3 separate regions of the Anser cygnoides genome follow, and regions 2 and 3 are each linked to region 1. Evidence: chromatin contacts called from public Hi-C data. All regions are on one chromosome and are shown on one strand. The core of a region is the stretch at or near the end of the contact, and the rest is flanking DNA. Distances in the headings are between cores, read along the strand shown.

The links. A called contact is a pair of places that touch in the nucleus more often than the background predicts.
Region 2: a contact with region 1 is called in a Hi-C map of liver, with 15 times the contacts expected there. The contact joins the enhancer-like site here to the promoter of SPSB1 in region 1. A contact is called at or near these places in 2 of 7 Hi-C or Micro-C datasets (both in liver).
Region 3: a contact with region 1 is called in a Hi-C map of liver, with 7 times the contacts expected there. The contact joins the enhancer-like site here to the promoter of SPSB1 in region 1. A contact is called at or near these places in 2 of 7 Hi-C or Micro-C datasets (both in liver).

What each region holds. Positions count from the first base shown.
Region 1 is chr23:4,383,250-4,386,187 of Taihu_goose_T2T_genome, forward strand. SPSB1 (splA/ryanodine receptor domain and SOCS box containing 1) reads right to left here and starts at 1,432. Exons shown (of 3, transcript XM_066982103.1): 1 at 1,277-1,432.
Region 2 is chr23:4,502,036-4,504,973 of Taihu_goose_T2T_genome, forward strand. ENO1 (enolase 1) reads left to right here. Exons shown (of 12, transcript XM_048067332.2): 8 at 15-212; 9 at 449-650; 10 at 1,042-1,150; 11 at 1,580-1,638; 12 at 2,136-2,601. The coding sequence ends at 2,205. Among named protein-coding and RNA genes, the nearest start is that of ENO1, 12 kb to the left of the region's middle. Within about 2 kb of position 1,501, at least 1 of the 3 cell types and tissues checked has open chromatin away from gene starts, as enhancers often do. A contact at or near this core is called in liver, where this site is marked.
Region 3 is chr23:4,274,062-4,276,999 of Taihu_goose_T2T_genome, forward strand. SLC25A33 (solute carrier family 25 member 33) reads right to left here. Exons shown (of 7, transcript XM_048067300.2): 3 at 2,148-2,225; 4 at 608-708. Among named protein-coding and RNA genes, the nearest start is that of TMEM201, 10 kb to the left of the region's middle. Within about 2 kb of position 1,565, at least 1 of the 3 cell types and tissues checked has open chromatin away from gene starts, as enhancers often do. A contact at or near this core is called in liver, where this site is marked.

The sequences.
Region 1 (2,938 bases), core at 182-2,681:
AGAGAGCAGCAAGCAGAGCACATTTTCCACATCCCGGACCCAGCTGCAGCGATCCGACTCCACACAGACACCGCACATCTCAGCTAGCCAGTTCCTGGAACACAAAACCACATCTCTAACGTAAGTTTACAAACAAACTTCAGTCACATTATAGTGCGATTCAGTAACCTCCCCAGCCGGAGAGCGGCTGCGAAAGCCTGCTGCTGATGTACTGCAACAACACAATGCCCCCCAGAGGACTGCTCAAGCTCATCCCTTGTCTTCAGCAAAACTAAGGGCGGGGGGGGGGGGGGGGGAGAATAAACTACAGCTTTACGAAACCATCATCACAACGCCCCAGAGCCATGACAGGGCCGGAGGCCAGGCACACTGACGGAGCAGGGAGGAGACGGGCGCACCAGCAGCCGGTTGGCCGGGGAGGGCTCCTCCAGAAGCCAGTGAAGTGCCTCTCAGCGCTGCCATTCACTTGGTAAACAGTAGCACAGCCCCACCACGCTCCCAGTAGCTTCCCTATCAACTCACCACAGAAATTGCCTTCTTCCTAGGCTGAGATAGGTACTTTGACCCCATCCAGGTCTCTTGCTGAGGAAAGATTGCTTCTGGGACAAAAGGGTCATAAACTCTTCCTGCATCACTATCAGGAAAAGAAAAGCTAATCTATCTCCAAGGCAGCAACTTCCATCTTTATAATCATTTTGTAAACTTCCTTATCTTGAGCAATGGCTCACTTCATAGATTTCTGCCCAGGCATGGCCACCGCCGCTCACCAGCCGCGCTGACTGCCCACGTCCATCCTGCAGCAGCGGGAGCAGACGGCGTGCTTCTGTTGTTCTTCGAGCAACGCTAGGCACTTCGGATGGAGGATTACACAGGCTCCTATCACACTGGCACGGGTTTATGTAGGAAAAAGGCCGATATCCATTAGGCCCGTGCTCCAGAGACCACCAAAGCAGCACCGCAACCACCGAGCAAACAACCCGACCTCCTTACCGAGCTGAGCCTCGCTCACCACCTCCACCCCCGGCTGCACCTCCGGGTCACAAAGCCGGGCTTGAGCCCAGCGCTTGCTCTTTTTTTTTTTTTTAATTCTTATTTTATCTTTCGGGAAGCTGGCACCGGTTCCACGCAGCCCGCGCTGGCCGGGGAGCAGCGCCCCGCTGCAAGGGATGGGAAGGGGAAGGAGGGGAAGGAAGCGGGGGAGAGGCCTCGGCAGCCCGGTGGCCGCCACCCCCAGGGAAGAAACACCCCCCCCCCCCCCGCCGTCGCCGGCTCCTACCGTCCGCAGGCCGCCCCATGGCAGCGGCCGCGCCGGGTCCCGCCGGAGCCTGCTCCCGGGGCCGCGCCGCGCAGCGCCCGTGGCTGGGCGGGCTGCGGGCAGGCTGCAGCCGCGGCTCCTCCCGCCGTCACATGGCACAAATAACGCCCGCAGCCCGCCCCGATCCGCCCCGAGACCGCCCCGGCCCCGGGACCGGCCCCCGGGGTCCGCTTGGGCCCGGCCCCGGGCCTGGCCCCGGCCGGCTGCGGGCCCGTGAGGAGCCCCCGGGCCTGGGCGCGGCGAGGCGGCGGCCTCTCGGCGGGCAGGAGGGGGACCGGCGGCTCTCTGAGGGGGGTTCGGCCCTCGGTTGACGCCGAGCTGTAATATTTGCATGGCAAAGGCTTCGGGCAACGCGTGTCTGCTGTGTTTTTTTTTTTTTTAAAAAAACTGATCGATTTGTTTACAGAAGTAAATCAAGGAAGTACAACCCCGTTGGGTCTCTTCGCAACGCACAACTCCGTTCGTCGGAGACTTTGTGCACAAAGCGAGTTTGGGGACAAATTTGAGTCAGCGATGTCCCTTTGAGATGATTCATTTTCGGTATTCCCAGACAAAAAGAGTGTGTAGCAATACAGCTGGCAGCTACACGCTGGTGACTCGGTGCAAATTAGGCGAGAGCTCCAGGGACCACCCGAGAGCTGCAGGAAGCGGCGAGAATGATTTGGGGGGCGGCATTGTGGCATCCGAGCCGGGACACACCGAGTGCCCCTGCCAGTGACCGAGGTTATTGTCTGGGGGATTGGACATGAACAACGGGCCTTGGCCACTTCTCATCACTAGTGGTCTTGGGGCACACCTGAAAAAGGGAGCGGGGTTCATTTGTGCGTCCTCATTTGTATGTCCCTGCTTCCAGAGGGCTTTGCTTTCATCTCTGCTGGAGCTCCGCTGCAGCACAGGGCCTTAATTCAAGGTTTAACTGTAAATGTGCAAGTGTGTCCTCCCTACCTACCTTCTAATTAGGATAATGAGCCACTCTTCCCCTTGCAGTGCTCCTTCTTAGGGGCTGCAGGAGGCGAGCAGTGAGGAAGGCGATTCCCAGGTGTACAGAGGTGCTGGATCTCTGCGGAGGCTGCAGGCTTTTTGCCACAACTCGGGGGCCATGCATCGATGCACAACTTGCAACATAACAGCAGTGCTTACAAGGAAGAGATCGAGTAGCTGCAGATGGGTGGAGATGAAATTGCATGGCCCCAGGGACTGTATGCTCCCCACTGCTAGCTTCCTTCTTCAGCAAGGTGCTCACAGCAGGGCATTCAGTGACCTATACTGGCGTCGGGAACGGTGCTGAACCCACCGAACTGTCAGGAGAAATAAGGCTGCATCTTCCCTAGGACCTTGCAATGCCAAGGCCGAGGTGTGGTAACTCGTTGAACAACCCCCTCCTCACACCTTTCTGGCCATGCAGTCAAAAACACCCCTGCCGTTGCAAGGCAATAATCCCGTTGTGCTCCATGGGGCAATGCACGCAGGGGAAGTAGTTCATGTGTGCATTCGTGTCATTGCAGGATGGAGGCACTAATTTGTTAAGCATATTTTGAACTCCTTGGGGAATTGTCGCTCTGTGCCAGCTATTGTGGTTCATTAAATAACACATTCACATTGCATTAAATTTATTACTCCAGC
Region 2 (2,938 bases), core at 251-2,750, 120 kb after region 1:
TAACTGTGTTTCAGCCCTGGAGCTGCTGAAGACTGCCATCGGTAAGGCTGGCTACTCTGACAAGGTTGTCATTGGCATGGATGTGGCTGCCTCAGAGTTCTACCGTGATGGAAAGTACGACCTGGACTTCAAATCCCCCGATGATCCCAGCAGATACATTTCTCCTGACCAGCTGGCTGACCTGTACAAGGGCTTTGTGAAGAACTACCCAGGTAAGTCCTTCAACCAGGAAGCAAAATAGTTGTGGAGAAATAGGGGTTGATTGAAATAATTTAGGATGCAGCCTCCCTTGTCTGCAGATCACAAGCAGAACAAACCAGCTTTCTAGGAGTTGTAGCCATGTTTTTTTGGGGTGGGTAATGCTTGTTTGAAAGCAGGGTTAGCAACGTGCTGCAGGCCTGACCTTTCATGGTGGTATTTTGTTAAATCTCCTTCTGTCTTCCTCTAGTGGTGTCCATCGAGGACCCATTTGACCAGGATGACTGGGCTGCCTGGAAGAAGTTCACTGGCAGCGTTGGCATCCAAGTGGTTGGTGATGATCTGACTGTGACCAACCCGAAGCGTATTGCCAAGGCAGTGGAGGAGAAATCCTGCAACTGCCTCCTCCTCAAGGTCAACCAGATCGGATCGGTGACAGAGTCCCTACAAGCGTAAGTTGTTCTCCCTTCTTAGCCATGTCACGGAGGGGGATCCTTGAGTGCATGAGAGGGGGACTGTGTAATTGAGGGGGATGAACGTAGAGAACAGTGCAATAGAAATCTGATCGGACATTAGTGAGGCGACTAAAAGGTAACTCATAGAGGCTATTGGCAAGCAAGCCTGTACCTTCATGGCCTTGAAGTCACATGGGCGCGTCGAACACTGCTTAAGCATGTGTAAAAGCAGCTTGTTATCACTGTTTTCACGTGATTCTAGCCCTGACATACCAAAGGGCAGTTCTGTCTTGCCAAAGCAGAGAATACCTGGTGCTTGGCAGCAGCATTAGAGCGAAGGTCGCTATGCAAATAGGGTGGTGTGACGCTTTGCCTGTCTTTCTTCCAGCTGCAAGCTTGCCCAGTCCAATGGCTGGGGCGTGATGGTGAGTCACCGCTCTGGAGAAACAGAAGATACCTTCATTGCTGACCTGGTGGTCGGCCTCTGCACTGGTCAGGTTGGTGTCTGTACCTGCTGTAGTTCGCTTCCTTGTCTGATTAGACAGTGCCATGGTGCATAGCAGGTGGGGTCTGCTGTGACTTAAGGCATGAAGACTTCCTGCTCCTATGTACAGGAAGCTGATCTGCCTAATGGGACTGTGACATGGGAGCATGTTATCTTGTGTAAACTCACCTTTAGCCATCAATTAAACTTCTGAAAGTGAACTCCATTGGGTGTGTCAGGATTTGATACGGAAGCTGTTCCAAAGTGAACATTCCTTATTGCTCCTGAGCACTATCATGTTTGAGTGTACGGGTATTCAAAGCCTGGTGCTGAAATCAAGCTTGTAATTGCGCTTATTACTCTAAATAGAGTAGTTTTGTAATTGCATTCATGGCCTTACTTCTGCTATAGTTCCTGACCAACCTTCTGATTTCCCTTCCAGATCAAAACTGGTGCCCCCTGCCGATCTGAGCGCCTAGCCAAGTACAACCAGCTGCTGAGGTGAGACTTGAGATGGGCAAAGGGATAAGGGCTAGGCCTGACATAAAATGGATGCTCCACTAATGCATTCAGGGCACAGCTTGCTCTTCTGTGCAGCTTAAGGACAAACTGATGCTAGTAGAAATGCTTTTGGGCTGGTGCCCTGCCTGCAGAGCTGGCAGTGGGATGAATGATGAGTTGAATGGGTTATGGTCATAATGGAGACACAAAAGGGGAGCCTCGCACAGTGTTCAGTGACGTTGTCTCTGTGAAGTTGTCCTTCTGACTGCATGATGCAGTTGCCTTGGGCAAGCGTTTCAAATGTCTGAGCAGAGTTGGGTAAGGTGAGGGTTACTGACCAGGGCAGCTAAATGTGTGATTGTTCAAGTTGCTTGGGGAAACTGACTGGTGACCCTGATGGTACCCTCAGTGCCTCTTAGATCAGGTGGTTTGGTGTAAGGTCAGCGGCTGTGCCAATGCAGTTCTGCTCACTCAGCTTTTTCTTCCCTTGTCTTCAGAATTGAAGAGGAGCTTGGCAGCAAGGCCCGCTTTGCTGGAAGAAACTTCAGGAACCCTCGCATCAACTAAGCTGCGTGGATCAGACACCCCTGTTCTGGTTTAAAGCACTAGTCACCTACTTAGATCACAATTACCCGTATTAGAAAGATGAGGGCAGCTGAAGGAAAAAGACCGGTTTGCAGGTCCTCTCCCTCCCTAGATGACTCCTTCACCTAGTGTTTCCACCAGCTCTGATCTGTTACTTGTAACAATCTGCTTTTGTAGAACAATCCCAGTGAGGTTTTGTGTTAAACATGCTCCGGAACCATGACCCGTTGACGCTGGGCATAAGCAATTCCCTTCTCTGCCTGTCTGGTCTTTGATGTTTGGAGCTGTTTGACTTGCAGGACAGCAAGAGGTACCTACAAACAGAGATAGTAGTGTTTTTACATGTGATAAATAAAAAGCATCAAACAACCCAACAAAGTGTGGCTTTGAGTTGCTTTGGGGGGGGTGAGGAAGAGGGGTACCTGTGTCTGCATAAGTGTGTCCTGTTTCAGGGTGCAGAGTGAGAGTTGGACTAATCACTGTGCTTTGGGGGTGGACTTAAATTGCTTTGTGACAAATACACGAATAATTAGCTGTAAGTACGTGCCTGCAATCAAAAAGTGGCCTTCAAGGATGTTTTTTGTGAAGGTGGGATGAGACATAGGTTTTGAACTATGAGATCAGTTACAATCCCTGAGGGAAAGAGAGAAGCTCAGGGCCTCCTTAATTCAGCAAAGGTAAGCTGTGTCTGGGCGAGTGCTGTGATTGTTTATCG
Region 3 (2,938 bases), core at 315-2,814, 110 kb before region 1:
TTAACAGTCTCCACAGCAAGCTTGCCAAGTACTCGTCTGTTTGTTTCCCAGAGAACGGGATGTTTCCAGCCTCACAGATTTTATTTTTAAATAGTCTCTGAACTTTGGCTCATTAGGAGTGCCTTTTACATACCTCTGTTTCATGAACTCGGTCACGTCTCCTGATCTCGCCCTTTTATGGAGATCAGTGCTAGATGTATTTCCTAGAAAGTATATCCTTCTACACCTAGTAATACATTCTAATATTTTCTGGCATATACAAGCACAAACTGCATGTATGTTTCAGAATGAGCCACATACTGCCTCTGAATTCATTTACATTATCAATCACAATTATCCACAGCCCTCAGTCCAGACCTGTCTATCTGCCCAGGTCCTGTACAGACTGAAAGTCCAGTCCCTGCCTGATTCTTTCCATTCACTTTCTAGTTACTGAGAGGGACAGAACACATCTTGAAGCAATAACAGCTTGCAATACATACTTTAAAAAATTAAAGTGCATCTCAGAGCCACGCAGATGCCAATGCAGACATTCCTGCTACTGCTGAGGGGCTGGACACTGGGGTATTGCTGCAGACCATACGGAAGATGAATTACAAACACTTACCTGCAGAACCCGCAGAACAGATGTGCACAATATTGCTGTTGGGTACGAAAATGCCATTAAATTGCTCTTTGGCTTTGGAGTAGCATGCAAAATAGACAGCTCTGTGGGGAAAAAAAAAACAGGAGAAGAAAATCTATGTGATACTCATGACATCAAGTTAGACATGTTGCTATTTTACCCCCTCTAGAAGAACAAGACTCTTTCTCCAAAGGGGCCTCCATACGACTGCTTCCATCTGCAAGTATGAAGACATTTTTTCTCCTTGCAACACAATGCCACTATCTGACTTATCAGCCACAAAGTAGAAATATTTCCCTTTCATACCAAGTCTGAGATGGGAGGCAACATGGTCTTGCAGATAAAGCAAGTTGGATTGAATCCTAACATCAGCTCTGGCATTAAATACCCGTTGCAACCTTGGGAAAGTCACATCCCTACTCTGAGCCTACGCCTTCCCTAAACTTGGTCAGAGCTACAGCCGCCTTAGCAGCACTTTGTACTTTAAACACTTAACCCTGGGCTGAAATGAAAAACAGTTTTACCCACCTGAAATCCCTACATAATGCATGCAAAAAGTAAAAACTCACAGCAAGATCTGCAACAGTCAGTGCTTTAATATTAGCTAGGCACAAGATCTTCAGCTCTGCCAAGCACGGGACAGTCATAGGTATGTGTGGAAACCAAACATTAGGTGCCTGCAAGGCTTCCAAATACAACCACTATAGGTAGTTTTGTTGTTACTGTTTAGAAAAGAGTGGGGGGACCTTTGGGGTTATGTGGCAGCTTTGCAAGTCCATCCCCCTGACCCTCAGCTGCAGTTTTTCATTTGAGAAGAATTTAGGCAGTCAAGGACCAGACAGGTATTCCTGTTTCACCTTGCATCTAGCTCCTACTCAGTGTCTGGGAAACACTTATATATTCACAGGGAAGTGGTAGGCCTTATTAGAAAAATTAAAATATTAACCCTGCAGATATTTCTACAGTACCTTCCCCTGTTTTCTAAAGCATAAAGTCATTGCAAAAGCCACTTAAGTGACTTATTTAAACTACACCTTAATTTAAATTCTCCTTTAGTACTAGGCTAAAATATCCCCTGCCCCCCACTTTTTGTTTTTGAGGATAGCATCATAAACTAAGTTCCACTGATAACAGAAAGCACAGATCAAAAGAAGCAGCTAAGATACACACACACAAGTTTATAGAAGCCAGTAAAATACGAGAAACCTGTCAGATCCAGGTTTCATTTTTAGAAAGACAGGTACTGACTTTCATACCATTTCATCACTTTTTAGATGAGAATTTGAATACTGATGAGAAGCAAGTTCTGGATACATTTAGTGATTGATACATGTAACTGAAAGTGTCATCCAAGTATAAAGCAAATTTTAAAAATTATTTGCTGGCATATGCACGTCTGATACTCTTAAAAAATCTCAGCTTACAGATGGGAGAATTTTCTGACCTATTCTTCTCGATCACAGACTACAACATTCGGGTCGGTGCCTTAAACGTGTCTTTTAGCAAAAGTTTAACTATTTACCTTGATGGTGCAACTCCAACCAAGTTTGGACCCAGACCTCGGAAGAGCGACCTTGGTCCTTCTTTTTCCAGAATTGACCTTAAAATAAAAACAAACGGGAAAAAAATGGGTAGTATTTGGGTTAAAAGTTACATTTCTTGTTCTGGCAGGTGGTCAAAAGAACTGTGCTAAAGAAATAAGTATTAGTTGTGAACCTGTTAGCTCTCAAGCTACACAACAGACTTGAAAATTAGCAGAATTATAGACTCCTGGATAAAAGCCACTGTGCTGTAAAACTTCAGTGTGCTACAGACCAATGCGTGTTGTATGACAGAAGGTTATAATTTCCATTCTTTGAAAGCTGTCAGGAACTGAATTAAATAGTTTCATGGAGAATCCAATGCTAGTTGACTCTGATGAATACAGAATATTTTTGGCATTTTCTGTATCTAAGCAATTTAAGCAGCTCAGGAGTTTGTTGCCTGTATAGAGACATGGGAAAAAAAAAAAAAGCCCTCTTCCCTTTCACAATTAGCTAGTCATGATTTTTTTCCCCAGAGTGAAAGCTGAATGCAGCACCATATTACAAGCTATGTCTCCCCAGGCAGTTCAGGGTAACTGTTCTGGTTCTGAGGACATTCTAAAGAGTTCACAGCATCCTTCCAAAGGAAACACCAAGCACAGAGGTACTCCTGTGCACCACTGCCACACTCATGACCCGGTCTAAAGCAGGAAAACAACCAAATGATGTTTTCCTGCAATTCTGCAGTTGCTCCCGTCCAGGTTTCCAAAGCCATTTTCACCCATTTCCC